Regions from separate parts of the Zea mays genome. Here region 2 is linked to region 1. A link is a contact called in public Hi-C data. All regions are on one chromosome and are shown on one strand. Each heading gives the region's core, a stretch centred on a gene start, on an enhancer-like site or on the middle of the called end of the contact. The rest is flanking DNA. Distances are from core to core; before and after follow the strand shown.

What was found. Hi-C and Micro-C count contacts between places; a contact is called where the count stands out from the background.
Region 2: a Hi-C map of leaf shows a contact between it and region 1, with 6 times the contacts expected there. The contact joins the promoter of LOC100272237 here to the enhancer-like site in region 1. A contact is called at or near these places in 6 of 25 Hi-C or Micro-C datasets (bundle sheath, endosperm, leaf and 2 more).

What each region holds. Positions count from the first base shown.
Region 1 is chr4:149,684,285-149,687,914 of Zm-B73-REFERENCE-NAM-5.0, forward strand. No RefSeq gene overlaps it. Among protein-coding and RNA genes, the nearest start is that of LOC100383867, 44 kb to the left of the region's middle. Within about 2 kb of position 1,632, at least 5 of the 20 cell types and tissues checked have an H3K27ac peak or open chromatin away from gene starts, as enhancers often do. A contact at or near this core is called in leaf and leaf mesophyll, where this site is marked.
Region 2 is chr4:149,863,998-149,867,855 of Zm-B73-REFERENCE-NAM-5.0, forward strand. It overlaps LOC100272237, which reads left to right and starts at 2,069. Exons shown (of 6, transcript NM_001158813.2): 1 at 2,069-2,638. The coding sequence starts at 2,188.

The DNA.
Region 1 (3,630 bases), core at 382-2,881:
ACGTATTTAAACAAGCAGGGGTGCATCTTAGCATCATTTAAGAACTCATTTGGATCAAATCATTTCCCATGTAGAATATTTGTGACCCTCTCAATTCCCTCCTGAGACTGGCGGTGGGTAAGATATTCAATAGGTACACAAGATCATACACGTGTCCACCTCACCACGGGTACAAAATTACCCTATATACCCACCACCCGCGTGGGAAACAGGTACCCATCACCCATATCCACTAACGTTTCAATAGACATACTCATTTTAACCACGACTTTAAAAACCAAATATAAAATATAGAAGCCCCAAACCTCATCAACAACAAAAGATGTAACAATAGTAAACTATCTTTGTGTGCAACACAAGTTTTTGGTATTTTATATGGAGGACTTCTATAATCTATACCCACATATCATATCTTAACGGGTATATATAGGACAAGAGAGAACATGTCCACACCCACCATTCTTATGGTTATAGAAAATGGCCTAATAAGAGCTCATGGATACCAAAATTCGCTATACACAGGCCCTAATATATGGGGTATTTACACATCGGCTATCAGATACCCATTGACATTTCTATTCCCTCTAATCTCTATGAGGAATGGGTATACCTAAACTAGTATTCCCCGGTATCCATATCTATAAATATTTGAAAACAACATGCACACATACACGCTATTTGTTATCATAGATGTTAATCACCAACCTTGAAATAACTTAACAAAAAATCATGAATGACTTAACAATTAATAAAAAATTATTAAGTTATTTTAGGATGAGTGATCATTACCTAGGATGATGAATAATGCTACCTTAGGTGATGATCAACTATCCTGAAATGACTTACAAAGATCATAAATAACTTAAATTTACAAGTCATTTTAGTGTGGGTGATTATCAACTAAGGTGATGAATATAACACATATATAATATATGTGTTATTAGGGGTGGAAACGAGCCGAGCTGAGCCGAGCTCGTCTCGGCTCGCCCATCTAGCAAGCTCTCTAAATTATAATATAAAATCTAAAAAAAATTTAAATAACATATTTTAAATTAGTAAAATAGATATATCACTAATATAATATATAAAATAGATTATTTTTTATAGTAATCTTAAATAACATAAATTAATTGTCTACTCGGTACTAATGTTATATGCTAATTAAGATTTTATGCAATAAATTATTGTTGGGTCGAGCCACGAGCCAGCTCGCAAGCTGCACCGAGTCGAGTTGGCTCGCTCTTTTCACGAGCCACAAAAACAGGCTCGGCTCGGGCTGCTGCGAGACCGAGCCAGCTCGTCGAGCTTTTTTTTCAGCCCTACATATATACACATATATAGAGAGATGTTAGAACCGAGCCGTCACAGTCGGTTCCCTGACGAGTGAAGACGACGCAGACCGTCGGCGAACGCTGGCCACGATCACCACGGCGTAGGATCACTGATTTGGAACGCAGTCACACACATCTAGAAAAATATCACACGAGAGAATTTGGCCTGCAGACTGATGGCTGCAGCTTTTCTGAGTTTATTCTCTAGTCAATAATGAACGAGATATATCCGGCTTATAGCCGTTTCCCCGTCGCACGAAGGCTCCACGTCTCTTGTAATTTCGGATCAGAAAGACGTGCACAACGCAAATACGACGTCACGACGGGGTAACCTACATGGCGGTCATGGAATGGTCTGTGCGCGTTCCAGCCACCCATGAAACTACGCCAAACAAACTGAACGCGTGAATACTGGTTCCAACAAGATTACATGGTGCTCAGCACTTTATTTGTCTAACAAGAGATAGATAGATTATGTACCTTGGATGCAGCCATTTATAACGTAGGGGTTGCCAAGAGCGTAACTGGGACAGAAGCAATTGTAGCCTCCACCAGATGGTAGGACATAACTGTCCTGATTCATCTTGCCACTTTCACAGCTTGGTTGGTCTGTGATGACCATCTCAAGCCACGAACCTCCAACATTGCTTGAGTTTACCCAACTTGAGTAGAGATCGTCTGTATAGTAACCGTATCGATTCGATACAATAACCTTGACATCAGGGTGTTGTTTTGCTACTGCGACGTCATGACGAACAACTTTGACGCCATACGCTCGTAGTTTCAGGTCCGACGCCAACATGATCTTGCAGCAGCCATCGTTCGTCCCTGACAGTGTCCCTCCACAGTAGAACTTCCCTTGATCTCTTTTTCGTCTCTGCAGCAAGTGCTTGTGCAAGCACCGATGAGATGGCCTGTACTATGGCTGAACAGGTAGACGTCGACATCCGCAGCCCACAACGCGCAGGTCGTTCCCTGCTCCATCCAGCATGACGCCCTTGGCAGGGGCCTCCCATGTCCTGTGGTAGGTGTTCACCCCTGGGCTCTTGGTGATGTGGAAACCAATTGTAGAAACATAAACATAGTTATAGCCGTCGACGATGGAAGGAATTGATCTGAGTGCTGGTACTGTTTGCAAAAAAGAGGCCAGGAGGATGCGTTGTGTGGTTGCAGGTGAGCTCGAAGCCTTGCTTGAAGCAGCCTGGTCCTACGCCGAAGGGGCAGGAGATTTTGATGTCCCCACAGCGTGAGGGGCAGTGTGACAGGGAAGCACTAGAAGGAATAGTATGGAGGGGCTGCTGCCTGCTAGAGGTTCAGCCAAGAATTAGAGCATACACATTTTTTTTGGAAATGGAAATATCGTTCCGGCCTTTTGCATTTTCATGCATACAGCCATACAACTCAAATAATACATCATCCCAACAATTTGTGAATCAAACAAACTTCAACTTAAAATATGGTATGGAATATAAGATCACAAACACTAAACCGCGTCAATCCTTGTATTAGACCGTCACCCGTGGCTCGCGAAGACCTCCATGGCCACCACCTCCAAAGACTGACACACGACAAGGATTTGTTGTTGTGTTTCTTCCTTCTGTAGGAGTCTCCAAAATCTAAACCAATGTATACCTCTGAAAATCACCTGTATAATTGACGGTATATGGTTATGATTAAACACCACATCATTACAGCGTGAGGGGCAGTGTGACAGGGAAGCACTAGAAGGTAGGGATGAAAACGGACGGAAATGGACGGAAAAACCCCTCTCCCGTTTCCGTATCCGCATTTTATCATCGGAAACGGGATCGGGTCCGGAATCGTCGGCGCTAGAACACCGCCGTGGATCCGCCTCGCGTCGCGAGCAGGGTGGTTGCCGCCTCTACTCCCGGTAAGAAGCCCGTCCAAACGATTCGCCTTCACCTCCTCGTTGCGTAGCACCCGTCAATTTTGGGCTTGGGGCATTGAATCGCGGGCGCGCCGGCGAGCCTCCACCGCGGATACTGTGCTGCGCCGCCACGCCTCGGGTCGGATTGGAGAGGATGGTTGTGCACCGTCTGATCCACGTCAACGGCCACGATTAGATGTTGGATACCGTTTCGGTTCAGCGTCACGGAACGTCCGATCTAAATCGTGTGCACAGGATTAGATCTTAGGTTTTTAAATCAGGAGCGTTGCACTTGGATCTGACGGCTGATATGGCGTACCGCTTCATCGCGCTAGGATTGAATCCAGACCGCAGGATCTGGATCGTTCGGCCCACAATAGAGCCCCTAGAGTTTTAAGCAATCAACCCGCA
Region 2 (3,858 bases), core at 819-3,318, 180 kb after region 1:
GCGAGGCGGAGACTTCTCCCGAGGCTGAGGCCGGGGTCAGGCGAGGACACGATTCCTCCCGAGGCCGAGGTTGAGGCCGAGCCCTGAGGTCGGGCGAGGCGGAGACCACCTCCCAAGGCCGAGGTTGAGGCTGAGCCCTGGGGTCGGGCGAGGCGGAGACCTCCTTCCGAGGCCGAGGCCTAAGGTCGGGCGAGGCGGAGCCTCCTGTTGCGCCTGAGGCTGAACTTGGCTGTTGTCAGCCTCACCCTGGTGGGTGGCACATCAGTCGGAGCAGAGCGAGCGGCGCTGTTTTCCTGTCAGGTTGGTCAGTGAAAGGGCGAAGTGACTGCGGTCACTTCGACCTTGACGACTGAGGCACGCGTGTCAGGATAAGGTGTCAGGCGATCCTCGCATTGAATGCGCCTGCGATACGGTCGGTTGGAGAGGCGATTTGGCCAAGGTTGCTTCTCGACGAAGCCTGCCTGAGCTAGGCCTCGGGCGTGCCGAGGGTGTGCCCACTGCCTGAGGAGGCCCTCGGGCGATACGTAACTTCGTCCGGGACTTCAGTTCCTGCCCGAGGCTGGGTTCGGGCGAGGCAAGATCGCTCCCCTTAGGTAGACGAAGCCTTGACCTGAATCGTGCCCATCAGTCTCTGCAACTTGTGCTGATGGTGGTTACCAGCCGTGTATAGGAGTGTTGGGGGTACCCCTAATTACGGTACCCGACAAGTTAAAAAATGAATGGAAATAGATCATGATTCTAATCCGATTTTATCCTTAAACATTATAATGTAAAATTTAGAGCTCATTACCACCATTAAGGCCATCTCTAGCAGACCGTGTAAACAAAGTACTATTTTTGCACTGTATATTGTACTGTTTGTATAGTGAAGTCAGAAATAGAGAGTTTGCTGAGATAGTCTAACCCAATCACTCCCCTTCGCGGGATCATAGCGTTAGCACATACTATAGTGTCATTTGGTTCACATATTTGTAACGTGATGAATGACTGATAATGATAAACTATCTTTGTTTAAGTTCAACCGTAATTAGATATCACACTAGAAACTGATACGAACCTATTTAAATTTATTACCGCGGATATTCGAAACTGATACGAGCTTATTTAAATTTATTACCGTGGATATTCGAGTGTGAATTATTTGTGTTGCCATTTACATATATTTCATAAACGAACAGGATCTATATGCTAGTCAAGTAAGAGCAACTCCAAGAGCCCACTAAAAAACTATTCCCCAAAACTTGTTATTGGGGATTGTTGTAAAAAAAATCCCTAAAAAAATCTAAACCTACAGCAGACTGCTAATAACCAATCTATAAAATGTTTAAAACAACCACGTGGCCACGGCAGTCTGCTATCCTCTGTTGTGCTGCCCGCTACAGCAGCCGATGAGCTGATGGATATTGATCCTAGTACTCTACAATGTGAGGTGATGTGAGATGATGGATCAAAAAACAAGAACATATATATTCATCGTTCATTTTGTTCGATGACTGAAGAAGCAAGCACCGGAGCCCAGTAGGCCGCCGCCTGTTGCTGATCAGCATGGACGTCGTGCTTTCTCTACCAAAAGAACTACGCGCGAAAAAAATACACGGAACCAGGTGCACTGAAGCAATTGGGAAACAATGTGTGACACGTAAATTTGAGGGAGGAAAGGCAATGGATTCGGGACACGAATAATATGGGGGAAAGAAGAGGGAACTGTTGGAGGGCATAAAAAGCATTTTCTTCACATAAAACTCTTTTGGGGTTAGTTTACATGTTTTCTTGGAGATGCTCTAAGTAAATAATTCTAGCACGGTCGCCATAACGGAACGGTCAGAGTCAAACCACGTCCACACTTCCCCACGGCCACGGCCCCTTGCACAGGACTGTTATGCCGCCGTCCGATGGGATCGGACGATCGGCATCTAACCTCGGCAGACGGGCCACACACACCTCAATGCAAGGACAATGCGCACCCGCTGCCGCATGTTACTCCAATAAATTTCGGACACGTACAGGCGGTATAGCCAGTGCGCAGCGCATCGTCACCCAGCCCCGGACCCCCACTCTTTTTTTTTTTCCTTTTCTCTTCTTCCGGAAGTCCCAGCCCGGCAGTCCACCACTCCACCCCCTCCCCCGCTGCTCCAAAAGGCGGGCACCAAACACCAACCCGAGCCCCGAGCACGAGCGCCCAACCAAATGGCGCCGCACACCACCGCTGGAGGCGGGGGCGGAGCCGAGGATGAGGTGTCCGAGGCGGCGGCTGCATCCCCCGCCCTGCGGCACCGCCACGCGGGCAAGGGCGAGGGGCTGGGCGGCAATGGCGGCGCTGGGGCCGACGGCCAGGCGTCCGTGGAGCGGGTGTTCGCGGACAAGGCGGTGCCGTCGTGGCGGGAGCAGCTCACGCTGCGGGCATTCGTCGTCAGCGCGCTGCTGGCCGTCATGTTCAGCGTCATAGTCATGAAGCTCAACCTCACCACGGGGATCATCCCCTCCCTCAATGTCTCCGCGGGGCTGCTCGGCTTCTTCTTCGTCCGCATGTGGACCGCCGCCGCCGAGAGGATGGGCTTCCTCCGCCAGCCCTTCACCAGGCAGGAGAACACCGTCATCCAGACCTGCGTTGTCTCTGCCTACGGCATCGCCTTCAGCGGTCGGTACCCAACCAGACCCCTCCCGTCCCGAACTAATTCGTAATTTCCTATCGTAGCCGTTCTTTGCTTGACACGAACTTGTAGTGCTCGTGCTTTTGGGAGCGGTTGTTGCGTCGATTTCATGCTCGCCTTCGTATGAATCGTCAGGTGTGCCATTCGAATTGTTTGAGCCGCCGATGTGTCGTTCGAATTGGTTGAGCCGCGGATGTGTCGTTCGAATTGGTTGAGCGAACAGCGGATCAATGTCTTTGTTTGGTTTGTCTATAGTGGCTTTTGGATTTGGGAGTATCATGAGTGTATAAGGCAGATAGGAAGAGCCACAGGGGGACACAAAGCGTTCGCAGTTCGCTGTAGTTGGTAAGCCTGGAACGTCAGGGAATCGGTTGTTCTTTTGTCCCAAAAGAAAACACCAACCTATCTCTTTCAATATCGACTCAAAAGTAGAGTTCTCGGCAAAAGTGAAACGATTGGTATATAAAGGACGAGAAAAACTTTAAATCTTCTTGGTCGTTTCGGACATGTTGTTCAGTGTGTCACTGTTAGGTGGACTCACGTTGATTATGTGGTCTCAAGGAGTGCATGATTGCTAGGATAGTCACCTGTTTCAATGAAATGCATAGAAACTAGAGATGAAACTGACGAAAGTTTGTGGTTGCTTCAGTTGCTGAATATAAACATGTAAAAAAGTCAACAAAAATATTCTTCAAATATTTGGTGCTCATGTGTACTCAGGACAGGCTAAAACAGATGAGTCTGATTTGGTTGACTCTTCTTAAAATAGATGCATGGTGCATGCGTGGCCTTTTTCCTTCAGCAGACATGACACATGCATCTGAAGCATTGGTCGAACATAAATAACTATTTATGATCTGCAGGCTTATTTATGAACCATGTTATTTTGTGCGTTGATGCCCAATCTGGCATGTGCAACCACTGGTCTTGCAGGTTGAAATAATTTGAAATTGAATAATAAAACGACATACAAATATGTTGTTCAGCTGGAATTAAAAAGTTACTCATCAGCAAGTTTAATTTTGGCACACGAATGACTTTGATTAGAATAGAACTACATCATAGATAAACTTTGAGCCTTTACCTTTTTGCCTTGGTATGGTAATGGATAAGGTCACAACAGACATACAAAGGGATATCCTTGATGTATGCTTTTTATGCACGATGTAGTACTAGCTGATAAAAGTTGGACAATAGTAAATAGGAA